2 separate regions of the Rattus norvegicus genome follow, and region 2 is linked to region 1. A link is a contact called in public Hi-C data. All regions are on one chromosome and are shown on one strand. Each heading gives the region's core, a stretch centred on a gene start, on an enhancer-like site or on the middle of the called end of the contact. The rest is flanking DNA. Distances are from core to core; before and after follow the strand shown. Region 1 holds the start of Strip1 (striatin interacting protein 1). Region 2 overlaps Ahcyl1 (adenosylhomocysteinase-like 1).

What was found. Hi-C and Micro-C count contacts between places; a contact is called where the count stands out from the background.
Region 2: a contact with region 1 is called in a Hi-C map of the A7r5 cell line, with 2.2 times the contacts expected there. The contact joins the enhancer-like site here to the promoter of Strip1 in region 1. A contact is called at or near these places in 3 of 12 Hi-C or Micro-C datasets (the A7r5 cell line, frontal cortex and kidney).

The regions. Positions count from the first base shown.
Region 1 is chr2:197,955,250-197,958,194 of GRCr8, reverse strand. It overlaps Strip1 (striatin interacting protein 1), which reads left to right and starts at 1,680. Exons shown (of 21, transcript NM_001399218.1): 1 at 1,680-1,873. The coding sequence starts at 1,694. LOC134485949 (a long non-coding RNA gene) reads right to left here and starts at 1,869. Exons shown (of 2, transcript XR_010064385.1): 1 at 1,549-1,869; 2 at 1-338.
Region 2 is chr2:197,998,982-198,002,009 of GRCr8, reverse strand. All of the region lies in intron 1 of Ahcyl1 (adenosylhomocysteinase-like 1), which reads left to right. Among named protein-coding and RNA genes, the nearest start is that of Ahcyl1, 16 kb to the left of the region's middle. Within about 2 kb of position 1,764, at least 41 of the 93 cell types and tissues checked have an H3K27ac peak or open chromatin away from gene starts, as enhancers often do.

The DNA.
Region 1 (2,945 bases), core at 431-2,930:
AAGGGTTTACTGTCTTTGGGGGAACTTACAAGAGCTTTAGGATTAAATAGAAGCACTGAGTTTGGGGTGAGGTAGGAATAATCAAGCCAACCTGGTCAGGTGTGGTCTGAATGATCATCCTCTTACGGGTGGCTTTACGAGAAGGTTGAAGTCCTTTTTGCTTGAGGGGACAAGCTGTTTCTCAGGAGGATTCTTTCTATTCCAGGGTGCACATGCCATGACAGAAAGAGCTGTCATCTGGAGATGCTCTGTCCTGTGAGGCTTTGCCACTCCTGATGACTAGAGGGTTGAAGCCAGCGACCGAGAATCTTTCACGTGCTTCTTGGGGAGGAAGGTTTCTGGAAGAGGACATTGTACAAACATCTTGGTTACTCCTATGTGTTTGGCACTCAGACATGAAGGAGAATGAGGTGTGATGCCAGTTTTTCGAGAATTGCTCCTTGAGTGAATATAGGGTGAGCAGGTAACTCAGAGAAAATGAGACAGCTACAAAATGAAGGCAGAAAAGCAAGGAGTTAATGCTTTCTAGCAAGGGTCATTTCTAAGAGATTATTAAACATACTCCACTTACCCCATGAGTTCTGTTATATTTTCATTTTCTGTTTTATTTATTCATTTCTCTCCTCCCATGTGAATGAAAACTCCACGAAGACTAGAATTCTAGTTTTGCTCATTATTATGTCCTTAAAGTATTTGTCAGTGGTTTGGGGACAGATACAAGTCCATACTGTCACCCTCAGCCCCACAAGGAATTCCCCTAATCCTTTAGGGACATCAACTCAGGCCAAACCAGAATCCAAATTTGGATTTTTGACTGTGTATGTGGTTTTTGTTTGTTTGTCTTTTGCCTGCGTCTATATCTTTGCACTATGTGTATGCCTCAAACCAGAACTTGTGTCTTGGAATTTCAAGCTTATCCATTCTGAAGCAGAGTTGGGACTTGTAGTAAAGATAATCTAACATAGCCTTTAGGCATGAGGGTTAGAAGAAAGGTGCTAAAAGGAAGGGAAGTAAGACATCCTAGAGTGTGGGGATCACCTCCCTAAGGGAGACTTTTCAGTTAGTATTAGCCATACACACCTTTTGGTGGTTCTCAAGTTATAAGGCTAAGAAATCCCAATTCCACTCCTGTGCATTTTGTCTCTTTTGATAAGTGAGATTATGAACGTGGCTCTAGAGGTACCTTGGATAGAATTATAATCTGATAAAGTAAAACCAGGAGTCCCTAGGGTTGCACAGGCGTTTCTTATATAAAGTCCTAGACTTTTCAGTTGGAAGGTGGGGGAAAAGCCACAACCAGTAGTTAATTGTACAGAAATTCTTTGCTAGTAAAACTCTTCAACTAGACCCATGAGTAAGGGATTCCTTTCTCTACTGATGTCTCCCTAATTTCCCCTTTCATCCTGCCTCACCTTGAACAGGGAGGGCCATTAAGTCTCACAGATAAAAAGACATCTAAAGGGGTTCCTGTGAGCCCAACCGCACGCCTCTGGCTTAGCTCCACAGGAAGGAGGGGAGGAGAAACTAAATGACAAAGAAGGGAAAGACCTCGGGAGGTGATTGGCAGCTGCGGCTTTCAACACACGCAGCCACACTGAATATGGCGATTGGGGAAATTTCCTGGAGGAAATCACGCGAGAGTTGCTTGACGGAGGCCATCCGCGAATTGAGCCGGGGGTGTGGAGCAGCCAAGATGGAGCCGGCAGCCGCCGGTCCCGGCCCTCTGATTGTGAACAACAAGCAACCCCAGCCGCCACCTCCGCCGCCGCCAGCTACCGCACAGCCTCCTCCTGGGGCGCCGAGGGCCGCCGGAGGCCTCCTGCCGGCGGGCAAAGCCCGCGAGTTCAACCGCAACCAACGCAAAGACTCGGAGGTCAGAGCTACAGGGGGGCGAGGCTGGCATCGGGCGGGTGGCAGAGGGGGTCCCGGGGCGGCATCCGAGACCAGCCGGACTTCCGGGTGGCATGACAGGGGGCTTACGAGCTGTCACTTGACTGAGAACCGTGCACTTATCGAGGCTGGCAGCCGCCACGGCCCCGGGGAGGAAAGCCGGGAGCCGTGTCACAAACTCTGCTGCGGCCCGGGGAGAAGATCCTGAAGCCGGGGACCGCGGGTCTGCCCTCGGGGGCGTGGCCTGAGGCACAGCCCTCCTGGGATGCAAAGTCGGTGGTCTGCTGGATTGTTAGCCCCTCATCGTTTCCGGCCTCTAATCTTAGGAGGGTGGTGGGCGACGCCGGGGACCCAGGAGAGCTTAGCCGGCGCTTAGGACAGAGCAGCTTCTCTCTCTGTGCTGCTCGGCCCCAGGTTATGAGAGGAGCCGAGAGAGCACACTGGCTTTCCCTCCGAATTTTAGTCAATGCAGGATCAAACCGCGGCCAGACGTTGCAAAGCATATTTAGTATGCCCAGTGAGCCCAGTGCTGAGCTGTTAAGGATTAGAAGTACACAAAGGGCGCAGGATTTCTCCTTCTTGCTAGTGAGCTGTGATTCCCTTTGCCCGCGCAGTCTGGAGCTATTCGCCTCACCCCAAGTTAAAATTCCTCCCACTGCTTCCGTTTGCAGAATTCATGAATGAACACACACCCCATCGTCGTCGCAGCATTTCAGGGCTTCTTAATCAGCACATTCATTCCCAGAGCGCTTACTATGCAATCTCCTCCACCTGAGACAATTTCCAGTGTGATGAGCAGCCAGGCACTTACTGAGAAGGAATTCCTCAAATTCAAATTTGATGCTCCAGCTCGTACCAGAGACTAAAGATACTGTCTTTAATCCTCTGAAATCAGTTCCTTTCAAGCATTTTGTTGTTGTTGCAGGCTCAACTTCTGATAAAACATGTCACAAATGAACAGAGTAGAGAGGATGAGCTTAGAGTGGCCTTTTTGAAAAAGATGAACCTTTTAGGAATCTTTTATTGTGGAATGGTGGAGGATCAGTGGTTACTTT
Region 2 (3,028 bases), core at 515-3,014, 44 kb before region 1:
TACCCATAATTTCTAAACTGCAAAATTCTGTGTACAGTATGCTAGAAAAGCAATGGGACAGAATATATATGTTTTTAAATACCTCAGAAAACGAGAAGAGTGATCCTGGGCCCTCAGATAGTCGCAGTAGTTAGAAAGGCTAGTCTTCCATGTGCGTCTAAGGTATGCTTTCTTAATGATTTGTTTTCCTAGTGCTTGCTGTTTACCTTTGAGTCTAGTTCTTCACCCTTAGGAGAGAACCTTCCTGAGGAAATTAAAGGCTATTAGATAGGTATGTGAAATAACAAAGTTAATAAGTTGTCTGACCTAACCTAATTTTTAGAGGACCCACATTAAACAATATCTGGATAAGGCACAGATGAAAGACATCATATCTACTTAACTATTTGAAAAGCTGCTTTAAAATAGCACGTTAAAATGGCCTGAAATTTAGATTTTAAAGATACAACAAGTAGACTTCCATGTTTGTGTGTGTGGTTATAGTAGCCAGCATGTTCCTAGTGGAGTAGTGAAAGTTCATCGCAAAGCCATCTGTTACTACTATATGGGGAGCCAGAGCACATACCCAGATTTTAGAGAGCCTTATTTCTTCCAGCATCTTCCGTAGGATGAAGTGGGTACTTAGTGCCAAGCGAATGTGTTGACTAAAGAATATACTACAACATTGACTAGAACAATATAATAAACCGTAGTCTATGGTCCTGATCAGTGTCACTTAACCATAGGGTCATAGTAGTGCTCTGGTAGCTCAGTGTCAATTAACCATAGGGTCATAGTAGTGCTCTGGTAGCTTTTAATTTCCTGTAATTGAAGAGAGAGAAGGGAATTTTGAATTAGGTGTGGGAAGGAGGGAGGGCAGCTAGGGTATTTACTTCTGAGTGTGTAGACTGTACATTTTCAGAAGGAAACTCAACTTTGGGTAGTAAAAATGAGTAAGATCAATTAAACAAGTAATTATAATTATTTTTCTTTTGAAGTTTATAACTTTTTTGGGTTGTCTGTGTTGTCTTTGTCTTAGTAAGTACTATACCATCTTATAGATCACTCCCTATACCCACCATAATGAACCCAAATTATTAGGTTAAGCTTTTCTTAGTGAGCCTCAGTGTTACAGAGAAGTCAGTCTAACCATCATAAGTTGTGCTTTAAAATAGCACACAATACTGATATGTATTATACTGCTGTATACTGAAATAGCACACTATACTGATAAGTACTATACTGCTGTATACTGGCCTGAAGATGCAGCAAGTAGACATCTGTTTGGATGTGCTCATAGGAGAGTGGTTGATGTTGCCTGTCCTTTCTCAGATATGCTGTTAGTCTGAGAGTGGAGATGAGTGATACTTTGGAAATTTTGTCTACTTTTCCTCCTTTCTTCCCTGAGCTTACTACCTGATGCAAAGCACCCCAGTGAAAACCTTATGGTTGGAGGAAATCATAACAATAAGAAATAATACAAACCATGCTTTTGCAATTGTTTTGGGTTTTCTTTTATCCAAATTACCATATTTTTTCCACTTAACTACTCTGAGTTTAACCCAAACAGAAAGCTGCTATTAGATCTGGTTTCACTAGAAACTAGAAGTTGGTTTTGGCAGTGGTATCCTTATTTACAGCATAAAGGTGAACAGCATGCAAAGATTCCTTCCACCAAGGGAGAAACAGCTGCTAGCTAGAAAGATCCTGTAGAGTTAGAGTCCTGGAAGAATCTGGCAGACCACTGCACTCTGTAGCAGCTGCTGTGAGACAAGTCTCTGCAGCTTGTAGTCAGGGTAGCAGAGAGGACAAGGACATCAAGCATCTGTGTGCTGCTGTACCACCTTACAGACAGCTACCCGCTGTGCCATCACTTGAGTTAACACTGCCTACTTGAAATGTGAACAGATGATACCCATTATCTGAGAGATGGGTGTTAGGAGCACTGCACAGAGTAGTAAGCTACTTGCCATAGACTACTATTTTTAGATGGGAAAGATTTTGCTAAGCTTTAGACCGCTGATAAGCTTTATTAATACAAGGAGAGGTTATGCCTATTAATCTCAGGTTGCCGAAGAAATATTTCTAGCTTGCTACAACTGCTTCTCTGTTTTTTATCTAAAAATCTGCAAGTGTTACTGAAGTTCCTTCCCCCACCTCACCACAACGTGGGTGGTATCTGGAATCATGCCCAGAACCTTTTGGGAAAAAAAAAAAAAGATGGAGAGGAGAGGAAATCTTAACAGCCAGAAGAAGGGAGCACTTGGGAACAGGCTGCCCGTGCCAGCAGCAGGGAGCCTAGCCTGGCGGAGGAAGTGCTGCTCTGGAAGCTGTTAAGGCCACAGTGGGCTCTTGACCATACTTTCTTTTCTGCCAAAGTAATTGCATATTAGGTTGAAATTCATTATTTTGGTCATCTCTTCTTGATTTACATCCTGCTGACTGAAGAAGGAGTGAACATGTAATTGGAAATCCTATTTAGAAGGATTTAATTTTTTGCTTGTTTTTCTTTTTGAAAAGCAGTTATGAATTTGAATTTAAGGTACTTAGAGTTTTAATACTTAAAGTAAAACAAATGTCTTGGGCTTCCTGAAGCTATTTGTTAATCAAATTCTGAAGTGATATATGTGACCCAGCTTGATTGGTGACGGTCACTTATCTTGAAGTTTGACATAATATTGACAGGAAAGGAGTTTTAAAGGATCACTTATTCTGAGATGTTTATTAAATATCTTCCTGTATGTGTGAGGCCTGACTTGCTATGGGGATATGTAGTTCTTTATGCCTTCAGTATCTGTTTTCAGACTTAATAAAACAGACTCTCCATTTCTGTGTCAGAGTTGCCTGAAGAAAAAGCTTGCACAGTTAGATGGTGAACCAAGATGAGTTCTGAACACCCAGATTTCTGTCTCTGGTCTGCTGTTTGATTCTGTCCTCTGCATTCGTTCTTAGTGGGAACCATGCTAGTTAAAATTTCAAAAGGCAAACCAGTGTCCCCTGGTTTGCTACTCTATGACTGTAGAGTCCTACCAGTTCTGGTTTTCGTTTG